Regions from separate parts of the Pan troglodytes genome. Here region 1 is linked to region 2. Evidence: chromatin contacts called from public Hi-C data. All regions are on one chromosome and are shown on one strand. Each heading gives the region's core, a stretch centred on a gene start, on an enhancer-like site or on the middle of the called end of the contact. The rest is flanking DNA. Distances are from core to core; before and after follow the strand shown.

Region 1 (6,473 bases), core at 3,564-6,063, 800 kb before region 2:
AAAGCAAATAGTAATAATCATAATAGAAAGGGGGGTCTCTTGATCTATCTTGAACTTCAAAAGCAGTTGAGGATACTTTTAATATTAGATTAGTTAAGCCATATTTTCCTTTCTTCTAGCCAGCCAGCAATACTTTTTGATGTTCACTGTTAAGTAGTGGGCTGAGACTATCCACCTCTTTTACAAAGGCTAGTAGCCAAGGAAAGGACTGCATTTGAAACAATGATCACAAAGTGAAAGGCTCCTTCTCCCATGACCTTTGAAATAAGAAGGTCACTATCTGAGAAAGGAGGGTCTGTAGCTGTGTCTTGACCTCTTTACTATGATTTGTCACAATGGGGACAACAGCCTTCATATCCTACAAATGATTTCAAAAGAGAGAAAAATGACACCTTATTGACTCTAAGATATGGACAAAGATAGTGTTGCTGTCCAATAGTGTTGCTGTCCATGTTCTTAGGGGATACCCCTTGCTCTCCAGATTGTTTCACATTCCATCAGTGTGACTCAATAGAACAGTATGAGTTTGACCATCTGTTCTTGGCTAACAACAATATTATTTCCTTAGTGTTTACAACTCAGTTATGTACAATAGCTATTTCTTTTTACCTTGACACTCCGCTTAGGACTGCACTTTGCCTCTTTCGAGGCTGTTAGCATGATAGCAACCAAATATTGAAAAGTAAAATATGAATACCTGCACCTATTGAAGGCCTGGGGATTTATTTGGTTTCCTTGAATTCCATGATATTCCTGTATACTTGCCCTAGCCAGTGATTTCCAAGCTCTGTCCCCTCTTCTTTTCGATTACCATTAGAACTTGTTTTTTCAAACTATGGCAATAACAGATACAATAGTACTACTCTAGTTGAGCAAGTTTAGAAAGAAGCACCTGTTCATTATCTCTTTTGCCAGCCACGAAGACATCTCTGATATGAGGCTAGGAAACTTGTGCTAGTAATTTTTTTATCACAGAAGCACACTGAAGATGAAAAAGTCTTGCCATCATTATCTATAATAGCTCAGAGAATTTCTAAAGCAGTAGGGGGATCAAGACAGAAGCCAGTGGCGATTCCTCATGTAAGGAAAAGGAAACTGAGGGGCAGAGAAGATTTCTAGATCAAGGTTGTACTGTTTATTAGTGGTAAAGCCAGACTAAGCCCCTGACCTCCCATCTCCCAGTGAAATGATCTTTTGTTGTGGTGGTTCAAAGGTTACTAGGGCTTCTCTTTCTTTACGGCTGTTTCTGGCTAGTTACTCCCTCTGAGTTCTGAGTCAGACGAACACTTCTAAGATTTTGGAAAAATCTATGCATACTAAGCCATGATTTCAATAAGGAAATAGCAGTTTTACTTCAAAGGAAAAGGCCACAGAGAGCCAACTAAAGTCCATTTCTGCAGGCCACACTTCTCTTAACTCCCCATCCTCCAAATCCATTCCCCAGGAAAGTCAGAATGACAAAGTGTGTCTTCTTCTAGAGCAGAGCCTTAGCAAAACCCTCTACCCTCAGCCTCAGCAGGTAAACCCTTCTCAGATTAGCAGTTGATACACTGGGGAGGTAAAAGTTACCTGATGCTAGAAGAATAAGATGTAATGAAAAGTGTCTCATTTCTTGGTTGGAAAAACAGAGTATTGATATATATCTTCGTAACCTAGAGATAGCAAGGTCGTATTTCTCAAGATGAGGTAGTGGGAAAAGTGGAAAGAGAAGAGGATGACTCTAAGACAGACTACTGACTTCATTTATTTATTTATTTATTTTTTTCCTAACACAGTCTTTATTCCTGCTGTGGTCTGTGGACATTTACTTTGCCTACTAATGATATCTCCAGTTCTGCCTTATATATATTTGTTACTTGTCAGCCATTCTCAAAACACAATGAGTATTTAAGTAGAAGAAAGCTTTCTGAACTTCAGGAAATCATGCTCAATTATCTGCCACTAAAATACTGAAAAGTCTTAAAATAACTTTGCACATATGCCTCTGTGTGTGTGTGCATGCACGTGTGTGTGTGTTAGGATCAAAATAGAAAAATAAAGAGCAAGAAAACGTAGATTTTTTTTTTTTGGTGGCAAAAATATGTCCCCATGGTTCCCGCCCCTTTGAGTGTTAAGTGGCTAGCTAAAGGAGTAGGTTGCTTTAAAATCTTATTTCACTTAAAAACATTTAGTAGTGACACCCCCTCCCCCAAATTATCATTGTTAACCACCAAGTGTATTCTTTAGTAAGAATTTGTGGTAATACTCTTCATGCATGCAGCAGCAATGGGCACTCCTTCTTAAGGTTTAAGAAAACATGAAAACCACAAAGAATGTTTGAAATTATTTTCTCTTGGTTGGCGGAACAGATGCCTTTCATCAAGGAAAATGCCTTTGGCCAAAACAAAGCCATATTCATTTAAAATATATTGTTTAGTAATTGCACAGACTCTGGATTATATAAAATTTACTTTCAATGCAAAGATTTCATTTTTCTAGAAAAGGTTAACAAGCAAAATAGAGCAGGAAGACAGGCAGAGGATAATGTGTTAAAAGAATCAACTACGTCAAGGGTAAGAGCAGTTCAAGAAATGACAATGCAAGTACATTGAAAGGAAATTGGCCAATGTGGATGTGATTTTGTCTAGGGGTCATTCAGGAACACCTGGCTGACTTTATTTATAAGGTGATTGTCAAATCAATCTGTAGAATATGGATGAGGTGAAACGCAGAGGTAGAGTATTATTCTAGATCATCTGTAACTTTTCAAATACAACTATCGCACTGAAATTCCAGGGAGAATGTAAGTGACTCCAATAAAGAAACCTGTCAGTCAGTCAAGAGTGTTTATTTATTATCCCCCTGTGCCAAGCAATATTCTAGCCAATATGAAATGATACAAAATAAAGAGTAGTCATCACCCTTCCAATCTCCTGAGAGCAAATGGATTACATTTGCAGACACACACACACACACACACACACACAAACACACCCCACCTCTATGTGGGTGGTCAGGAAACTCAACTATATGGACATATAACAACTTCATTTAGAAAAGTGCTGATTAGAAAACTAAACTTACAAAATTAGAAAAACTGGAGAATAACGAATTTTATGAAAAATAGATTACAATGGATTCATAAGGCATGCCCTTTATTTAAGTCCCATTATGTTGTTAAAATTGGGAATAACCCTTCACCCTCACAAATTTACAAAATATTTTTGGAACACATTATGCAAATATGGAGTCACACTGGTGTTGTGGAGCTGCTAACTCGAATAAAATACCATACTTGATAAAAAACCTTCTGTCCACTAAACTGTAAATCCCTTAAAGTCAAAGATCAGGCCTTAATTGCCTTTAGTGTATATTTAGTACTCTGTAGATAGAAGTGGTAAAGGGATAAGAATGAATGAATGAGACAGGCGGGTGAAATTTTCAAGAATGAGACAGATGGGTGAAGTTTTCAAAGGTTTCTAAAAGGGAAAAACAAGAAGACTAGGATATTCCAAGCAGAAAGGTCTGGTTGGTTGGCCCCAGTTGGTGTTCGCGTATAAGAAGAGGGCTTGGCATTTTCCTCACCACTGAAGAAGGATCAGCCCCTGGTTTGGTCCAGTAAGAATATGTTCTTGCCCAAATGCCACTCCTTAGTTTCAGGGACATTGCTATTTTGGTTTTCTGTTCCAGCCCAAGTGTTCTTGATGGTCGAATTGTTTGCATTGACTTTTTTTCCACAAGAAGTTGGGTGATATTGCTGATTTGCCTGCCATGGCACTTCCTTGTTTCCATTTTGATTATTACTCAAAAATAGCTTCATTTTAAAATTCAACTTTTCTGACTCTCTGCTTGTGCCTTTAACACATTGACAATGATTTTCTGCTTCTCCCCAAAGAAAGCACGTTGGATCCTGTCACAGACATATTTAGCAGACATGGAACCACCATAAGCCCTGCTTGGCATGTGTGTTTCATTTCAGACTACCTCATGAGAACTTTAGGTCTTAAAGCATCGGCCTCTCTCTCCAAGTCAGCCTGAACACAAGCCACATACAGATTTCAGTTCTTTCTTGACCTTTTTGGTGTAAATGTAAACAATTCTATCACCAGGGGTTCAGGGCAGCCTAGTTTTGTTAGAGGCTGTATTGTAGGAAAGTCCAAGGTTGCAGGATCATTCTGAGTCCCTTAGACATCATTCTCAGAAGAGCTTGCTATTAGCTTAATGCTGCCCAACTACTACGTATGCTTCACGAGGGCAGGGACTTTTGTCTGTTTTCACTGCTGCGGCTCCAACCTCTAAACAGTGCCCGACATAGTAGGCATTCAGTAAATATAGTACTTGTTAAATGAATGTTATTTTGGCTGCCTTTACTTTTGCTTTATCTGTCCTGCTTTAGGGAGCTGGAAATTGGAGGAAAGCCTTTGAATTCATTTCCCTTCTTCCTTCTGTTCTGAAACTCTGGCCAAGGGTCCCAGCAAAGACCTTAGGGAGTGGGGAGCCCTCCTGGAAACTAATGACAAGTCAGGCGACAGGGGGCGGGAGAAGGAGAGCTGCAGGAAGTTCTTTCCCACTTCTTGCTTCTGCAGCACCCTTCACCACCCATCGTGCTCTGTATTTGGGGTTAGAGGTGTTCCGTGGAAGGGAAAGCAGGGGCCGCCTTGGCCGCGTTCCTCTCCTGGGCCACCGGGGTCTTGCCCACAGCGAGTCCCGCAGCACCCCCTGTCTGCGCAGCACCTGTTGACAGCCAGTGGGCGGCCAAGCCCGCTCGCGCGGACGCGTCCCAGGGCTGCCCCTCCCAGAGGCGCTGACCCCCGCCCGCCCCATCGGCCGCCTGCGGGAGAGCCGCTGAGCCGCCCCCGCTCGCCAGGCGCGCGCTCCGCCCGGGCTCGGCCCACGGCCCCCACCTCCTGTCTGCCGCCCGGCGGGGGGAAGGTAGAAAAGGGGAGGGGACAAGCCGGATCCTCCCGGCCGCCCCGGCCTTCCCTCTTCACCCCGTGCGGAGACGCCGCGCGTAGCCCCGAGGTTAGCGCGGAGCCCGAGGCGTGGGGGGAGGGGACGGGGAACAACCGGAGCCCCGCGGTGACCCCGGGCGGCCGAATTGCCCCAGGCTTTGAGGAGCGGGGGACGAGCCCGAACAAGGTGAACTTTGGTCGCGGAAAACTCAAGCCAGGTGCCGGAATCCGTGCTGCGGCGCTCCGAACCCGGGGCCAACTGCGCTCCGGGCTGAGGAGCGGGAGCCCCGCGGCCTCTCTCCGCCTGCGCCCGGGCCGCCGTCGGCCCGGAGCCCCCCGGCCCCGCTCCGGCGCCCCGGCCCGTGGGACACGCCGCGGCGCCCTCGCCTTGTTTCTTCCCCCTCCCCCTTCGGGGGTGGGGGGTGGGGCGGGGGAGAGGGGCGCCCGGAGAGCCGCATCTATTGGCAGCTTTGTTATTGATCAGAAACTGCTCGCCGCCGACTTGGCTTCCAGTCTGGCTGCGGGCAACCCTTGAGTTTTCGCCTCTGTCCTGTCCCCCGAACTGACAGGTGCTCCCAGCAACTTGCTGGGGACTTCTCGCCGCTCCCCCGCGTCCCCACCCCCTCATTCCTCCCTCGCCTTCACCCCCACCCCCACCACTTCGCCACAGCTCAGGATTTGTTTAAACCTTGGGAAACTGGTTCAGGTCCAGGTTTTGCTTTGATCCTTTTCAAAAACTGGAGACACAGAAGAGGGCTCTAGGAAAAAGTTTTGGATGGGATTATGTGGAAACTACCCTGCGATTCTCTGCTGCCAGAGCAGGCTCGGCGCTTCCACCCCAGTGCAGCCTTCCCCTGGCGGTGGTGAAAGAGACTCGGGAGTCGCTGCTTCCAAAGTGCCCGCCGTGAGTGAGCTCTCACCCCAGTCAGCCAAATGAGCCTCTTCGGGCTTCTCCTGCTGACATCTGCCCTGGCCGGCCAGAGACAGGGGACTCAGGCGGAATCCAACCTGAGTAGTAAATTCCAGTTTTCCAGCAACAAGGAACAGAACGGTGAGTCTTTCCCCCATTCTCCCCCTGCTTGTTTCTCGCTGTGTGTGTTAACGTTGGCATTGTGCGTTGGTATGTGATGTATACCAGACTGTGAAGGTATCGTTGGTCTCTCTTTACATGCAAATGTGCGCTGCGTTCATTGGCATGGACTGTTAAAGGTTAAGTGTAGTTTGCAACTTCGGGAGCTGCCACAAAGCTCCAAGAGGGCAACGTGAGTGCCATTGCAGAGTGAGGACATTCTGGGAGCGATTGTGAACGTCATTTCAAATGCACATTGCAGGTTCGCTCATTGCCAAAGTTAGAAGTTCAAGAACTGCCTCTAAAAACGAATCCAAAATGAATGAGCCTTGGCATGTTTGACTTTACTCAGATTTGGGGAGGGCGAGGGGGGTCGGTCAGGGAATGTATCAGCCGCATTAATTGAAGCATTCTAGGTCGAAGTCATCAATTAATCAATGAGTAGATAGGAAATATAGAGGTCAAGAGGCTGT
Region 2 (6,387 bases), core at 1,380-3,879:
AAAAAATCTATTCTTATTGTCCAGGGAATGTTGGCAAAAATGGCCTTTGTTTGGATAATTTGATTGTTTAATTTCCTTTCTCTGGACATATTTGAAAACCCTAAAGTTATCACAGTAAATTAAATTCTCCATATTTAATTAAAGGTTTGCATGAAGGCACATTTTGGACTGACGACTTCTAAATTCACATGGTCAACACTGAGAGTCAGGCTCTTTGAGCTTTTTCCTGATAAAAGTTCAGAATAAAGTTTAACATGCTTAATCATTCTTAAATTGTCTGGTTTTTCTACCTTATTTCCTTTATTTCTTTGTAAGAAAAAGAAAACTTTGCCAAATGGTGGGGGCGGGGAGTTAATAATGTATTTTAATAGAATGTTACACAGTTTCTTGATGAGCTCAAATTATGAAATAATGCAGGAATCATATAACTTATTAATAAAAATATGTTTACATTATAAAGCCAGAAACAATGTAGAGCCCTTTGTTAATTGTATGGCAAGTGGCATGTGGTAACCTTCAAAGTCTGACTGCATTCCCTCATGAGTGTTCACCATTTTTTTTTTGGAGATGGAGTCTCGCTCTGTTGCCCAGGCTGGAGTGCAGTGGCTTGATGTCCGGCTCACTGCAACCTCCACCTCCTGGGTTCAAGCAATTCTTCTGCCTCAGCCTCCCGAGTAGCTGGAACTACAGGTGCCCACCACCATGGCCGGCTAATTTTTGTATTTTTAGTAGAGACGGGGTTTCACCGTTTTAGCCAGGATGGTCTCGATCTCCTGACCTCATGATCCGCCTGCCTCGGCCTCCCAAAGTGCTGGAATTACAGGCTTGAGCCACCACGCCCTGTGGCGTTCACCTTTAGAAAGGACTCTGATGGTGACTCTGATACATATGCAAAATAACCTTCTGAGAGATTTTCTGCCACTTAGGAATAGAAGATATTCTCTTTGCCTCCATCTCCAGAGTAAGGGAATAAAGTAACAGTTAGAACGTAGAAAAATAAACGGCCTAGCTTTCCCCTCCGATTATATCAATCAAAAGTGAAATTAGCAGCCCCTGCCATATTTGTTTTTCATCTCTTGCCCAGATTATGTCTGCATGGAGGGCTGAGAATAATATTTCAGAAGAAGCAGGTAAACTATAAACGACCACAAGCAAGTTCCCTTTTACCCTCCTCTCTTTGGTTACTATCAGTGTCTAGGAGCATGTCCTCTGTAACCATGCATACTTTAAAATTGTGGATTAACTTGTTGCTTTTGAATTGTTTAGCTTTCATTGTAATATCTAGATATCAGCTTCTGAAGTTTTAAAGAAACTTTGTTATTAAATGAATGGTATTGCTGATCATTACAAGCAGTTTCTTCAAGATGCCAATATCTATACTTAAAAAAATTCATTGAATATAGTGGAACTACTATACATGGTGTGCTGAGGTGCATTCCTTCCAGACTTAGGGTCTAGTGATGTTCATGTTTGCTTCTTGAAACCACCCATAGTAAGAATAGTTACATCAGAAACGCAGAAAAACATTACAACAAAGGACATTGCTCTCCTGGGAAGCTGGTTGTTAATGCATAAACCTGAGTTAATCTCTGCCAGTCTTTGGTCTTTTTGCTCTGGTATCCATTCTTCAGCTTCCACCTAATCTGCAGTGTTCTGCAGATGGCCGTCTCCGAGATGCATTCTTGGGTTCCCTTGTAAGCTGGTTGCCAGCTGGTTTCAAACAATGGGAGCCACCTACAGGAAATTGTCAGATGAAGAAAAGGAAAAGCCAGACAGGGACTCTGATAGCAATGGCCTCTCCTCTGTAGCTCTAGATTTTGCCAGAGAGGTTGACATAGTTTTCTTCCAATGTGTCATCTTGGCCCTTGTAACACTGCCTCTTCTCTTGTCCCTGCTGACTTCAAAAGGTAGCAACTTCTTGCAGATGCTAATTTATGAGTTGCCTCAGAGGCCTACATTTGGCTTCTCAGCTCTTCAGAGTTGCATGACCAGTTCCCTGCATGAAATGTTCTTTATTTTCATAGTAAGTTGGTAATATTCTTTAATTTTGCTAGGAAAGATAAACCACGCCGTAAATTTAACAGGAATTTAATATGAAATAATTATTAAACTATGATAGGAAAGCAACTATAAAGATACAGAAGCAATTCTAAAGGGAACCCTATGCTGAAGCTGACTTTCAAAGGAAGGACAAACTTAGAAGGTGGGACCCTCTTCAGGGCTGAGTTCTCATCTTGGAGAAAGCATGTTTGCAGCTCATGGAATAGCAGAGAAGTTTGTTAGGTTGGCTGGGACAAAGCTGGTCTGCATTCATCACACAAGAAAGAGATAAACCTCCAGGGTGCTGGCAAGCCAGGTTGGTCGGCAAGTACACAGAGGAAATCTGGATACTCTGTGGGTGTTATGGGCTTGGAGCATGCAGCGTCAGTATGTTAGGGTGGAGATAAGAAGCCTTGGGAAGGTAGTCACAGGGCTTAGGCAGGGCCTATGAGGTCACTGACACATTTTGCCTTCTGGGTGTGTGGCTGGACAAGGCATCACTGAATGTTCTTACACACCCACACAGCAGGACTGCAGCAGGAGCCAGAGAGGGCTGAAAATCCAAAGCAAAACAGCCAAAACTGGGAAGAGAAGCCCCTTCCTTCTGTAATGTGACTCCAGTGCCCTCTATTGACAAAGCTTAACATGGTGCTGTGCTTAAAGAGAAATGTTTAAAGCAATCAGTCCATTACTTCAGAACAGGCACTGAGGGGTCAATTTGGAGGTAAGGGCAATACATAGAAATTAACACAGTGTATTTTCTGTGTTCCTGGTTGGGGTCTGATTAATAAAATTCTCAAAGTTAACGCCTTCATTTTATATTGTTATTTCATCCTATAATCTTTTGCTGTTGTTCAGTTTTAAAATATCAGGTATTTATCATTATTCTTGATGACTCACTTTCCTTCATGCCTTGGCCTTGATTTAACATCTGTTTTGAATGTGCCGTCTACTTTCTACCTTCTTACTATCACACTAATTCGTATCCTTATCATCTATCTCAGGGAATAGTGTATTTATTCTTGAAGTGAGAAATGACTAAGTGCCTCTTTAAATGAAAAATGACTAAGTCCTTCTAATTTACCAGGCACTGTGCTTGGCACATGGAATAGTCAGATGTGATTCTTTTTTCTTATATAGCTTAAACTTTAGTTTAGAGATTAAGGACACTGATAGTTGTATAATTAAAAACATTAAAAATGTCCCTGAAATGATAATGATGATGATGATGATGATGATGATGACAGTAATAGATATAGTCATACATGAGAAAATAGCTAGACAACCTGAGACCAAAGGTTATGCCTGAAGGAGCTGGTGCTTGAGCTTAGTATGATGGCTGAATAGAGGATAATTAGGTAAAGGGGTGGGAAAGGGCATTCCAAATGTAGGGCACATGTTTAAAGGCAGGAACATACTTATTTAATGATCTTCAAGGAGGCCAATCAATGTGTCTGGCATAGAGAGACAGCAATACCGAAGCATCCTAGCAGATGGTGCTTAAGAGCAAGCTAATATTTGGACCATGTGACGATTTGAAAACAATATTAAATATTTGGGTGTTTTCCCCAATAGCAATGACAATTATTTCCAGTAACCTCTTAACCTGTTAAGTTTTCCTTTTATAGTTTTCTTCTGGCAAGCCTCCAGTCTGAATTCTGTGTATTTTTTCCAGTTTTTCTTTACTGCCATAAAAATCTATTCATGTAAATCACTATCTTTTGCATATTGCACTCATATACCTCTTCTACCCTGCCATTATTCTAACCCCACTAAGGTAGGCCAGCCTCCAAGATAGCCTTCAAAGTTTCCCTACTCCATGCCCTTGTGTGGTTGAATCAGACTAAGTTGTGTAAATAATTGCAGATTGTGAAAGTGACAGTGTGTTCTGTGGCATCATCCTTTACTCGTTCTCCTTCTCTCAGATCATTATCTCAGAAGGAAGCCAGTTGCCATATTATGAGAACACTCAAGAAACCCTATGGGGAAACCCATGAAGCAAAGAATTAAGACCTCCTGTCAACAGACAATGAGGAATTAAAGCCTCCTGCCAAAAGCCAACATAAATGGAGGCTCCTGCCAACAGCCATGTGAATTATCCATCTGAGAAGTGGACCATCGTTTCTCAATTAAATCACAAAATGATTGAAGTGTGGGCCACCATCTTATCTGCAAGCTCACGAGAAATTCGGAACCAGAACAACCCAGCAAAGCCACTCCCAAGCTCTAACTAATGAATATGCCCCTGGTTAGTTACTCTTTTGTACTCTTATCAATCGATACTCTCCAACTTTCAGTAAATCTGACCCCTACCAATTACAATACCAGAGAGAGTAGTTTCAAGAAGCCATCCAAATACTGAGTTTCTTTTGTCCCTAATATTCTGTTACTGATATCTGGGAAGAAATTCCATATGATACTTTGGTCCTTAGGAGATGCACAGGCTTAGATATGTAGAGTCCCATTTATAAGTATGCACAAAATATTATAACAGTCACTTTTAATCGACCTATGCAAAATGAAAATCTTAGATCAAACATGTATCATACATTTATTAGAATGTATTGTGATTATTGATTTGTTTATAAGACTTCTCATTAACTTGTAAGCTATTTCTGGTTCCAAAATCTATTGGAAAATTATAATAGATACAGAGAATCATGGGGCTCAGTAAAAAGCATCCTATTAATATTATATCAATTGATCGCAGAGTCCTAACTCCTGTGAATGTGTGCTTGTAAGTTTGAAATATACACAAGATCAGGTCACTACCAGAAATCAGGAAACCAAGAATCTTAAGAGGCAGAATAAATACTGAAGGACAAACAGTAGGACAAATGGAGAAAACAGACAACTAGCCAAAATCAAACTTTTTCAGGCATCTTAGAGAAGAAGTAGAACAAGAAAATGGAAAATCACCAAGTGATCTAGAGGTATGTTTGAAATGATTATCTTTCATCTGCATTTTGAAGCCAACATTTAAAGAGAATCTTGTGGCTGTTGTATGATGAGACATTCTAAAACATTTTCTAGAAATGAATTTAATTTTTGACTGACTCATGCATATCAGTTCAGATAAAATAGGAGTGTAGTATTTATCCTCTATTTTCTAGTTCCAATGGTGGAAATTTTGCAAATCCACCTTGTGTAATAATAATATTCAGTCTCAGTACTTCCCATACCTGATAATTTCTCAAGACAAGGTGAATCATGATAACTTTTCTCTGCAGTGATAGCTAAAAGGTGACTCTGCATCATAATTTCTTAGTAGGACTCAATGTAAAACTTACCTATTTCTCTAGAAAAATCTCAAGAAAATGGAGCATCTTAAGCCACACTTCGCCACCTAAATTCACTGGCTCAAAACCACAGTGGTAGAGTTGCATAGTTGTGAGAGACCATATGGCCAGAAAAGCCTCAAACATTTGCTATCTGGCTCTTTGTAGAAGACATCTGTTGATCATTGATATAAAGTAATGAAAAGGTTCTATAAGCCACATATGAAAATGCAATATCAAAGTAAAACCCAATATTCATGATAATTGGTGATTGGCTCCTGTGTTTTAGCCAGACTCATTCTCCAATGATGGCAGTCTAAAATTTGTTATTGTTTGTTTGTTTGTTTATTCTTCTACGCGAGGGTGGGAGAGTTGAAAATGAGAGTCCTGGTGATTATTTGGAACTTTCTCAGCCCATGACAATTGTTCACGTTGTATGGAATCAGTCAACTCCCCACCTATTAAGAAAATATCACTCTCCCCCCCCTACCTTTTTTTTTTTTTTACAATAACTGGTAGAAAGCTGACTGAAAATACTATTTTTTAAATTACTCTAGTAACAATACATCCCACATTTTCTATGAATAGAATCCACTTACATTTTAAGACAGAATTTTACTAAACTTTGTTGTTTTATTTTATATAAGATATTCAGAATAAAAACCTGAAAAATAATATAATTTCCAGAATGAAGACGAGTTTTCTGATATGATAAAGGAGAACTGATTATATGGAATTAAAGATTTACTTCTCAGTCATAAGAACATGTCTGGAAGTATTGTGTAGGTTAATATTCATTTGTCATATTAACAAAGACACTAATTTTCCAAGTTGCATAGAAATCCTGAGGTATGAGGTAAACACAAAACAGCATTTGATGAAAAAATGTTATATGTCCCCTACGATTTTCATCTACGGAGTCATTAATTAAGTAGGATGGTATGAAGCAGTGGTATCAGACCTGAGATAAAACTTGTTGAGAAACAAGCATCTTCCTTTGTGGAAAAAATACCAGACATTTAAAATCACAAAAGCTGAGACTGATAGATCGCTGCTTTTGAGGAATATA

The links. A called contact is a pair of places that touch in the nucleus more often than the background predicts.
Region 1: a contact with region 2 is called in a Hi-C map of induced pluripotent stem cells, with 1.7 times the contacts expected there. The contact joins the promoter of PDGFC here to the enhancer-like site in region 2. A contact is called at or near these places in 2 of 7 Hi-C or Micro-C datasets (induced pluripotent stem cells and stem cell-derived neural progenitor cells) and 1 of 1 datasets of contacts at active chromatin or transcription factors (stem cell-derived excitatory neurons).

Annotation. Positions count from the first base shown.
Region 1 is chr3:158,772,064-158,778,536 of NHGRI_mPanTro3-v2.0_pri, reverse strand. It overlaps PDGFC (platelet derived growth factor C), which reads left to right and starts at 4,813. Exons shown (of 7, transcript XM_063809961.1): 1 at 4,813-5,001; 2 at 5,749-5,982. The coding sequence starts at 5,865.
Region 2 is chr3:157,966,888-157,973,274 of NHGRI_mPanTro3-v2.0_pri, reverse strand. No RefSeq gene overlaps it. Among named protein-coding and RNA genes, the nearest start is that of CTSO, 200 kb to the right of the region's middle. Within about 2 kb of position 2,629, at least 9 of the 24 cell types and tissues checked have an H3K27ac peak or open chromatin away from gene starts, as enhancers often do. A contact at or near this core is called in induced pluripotent stem cells, where this site is marked.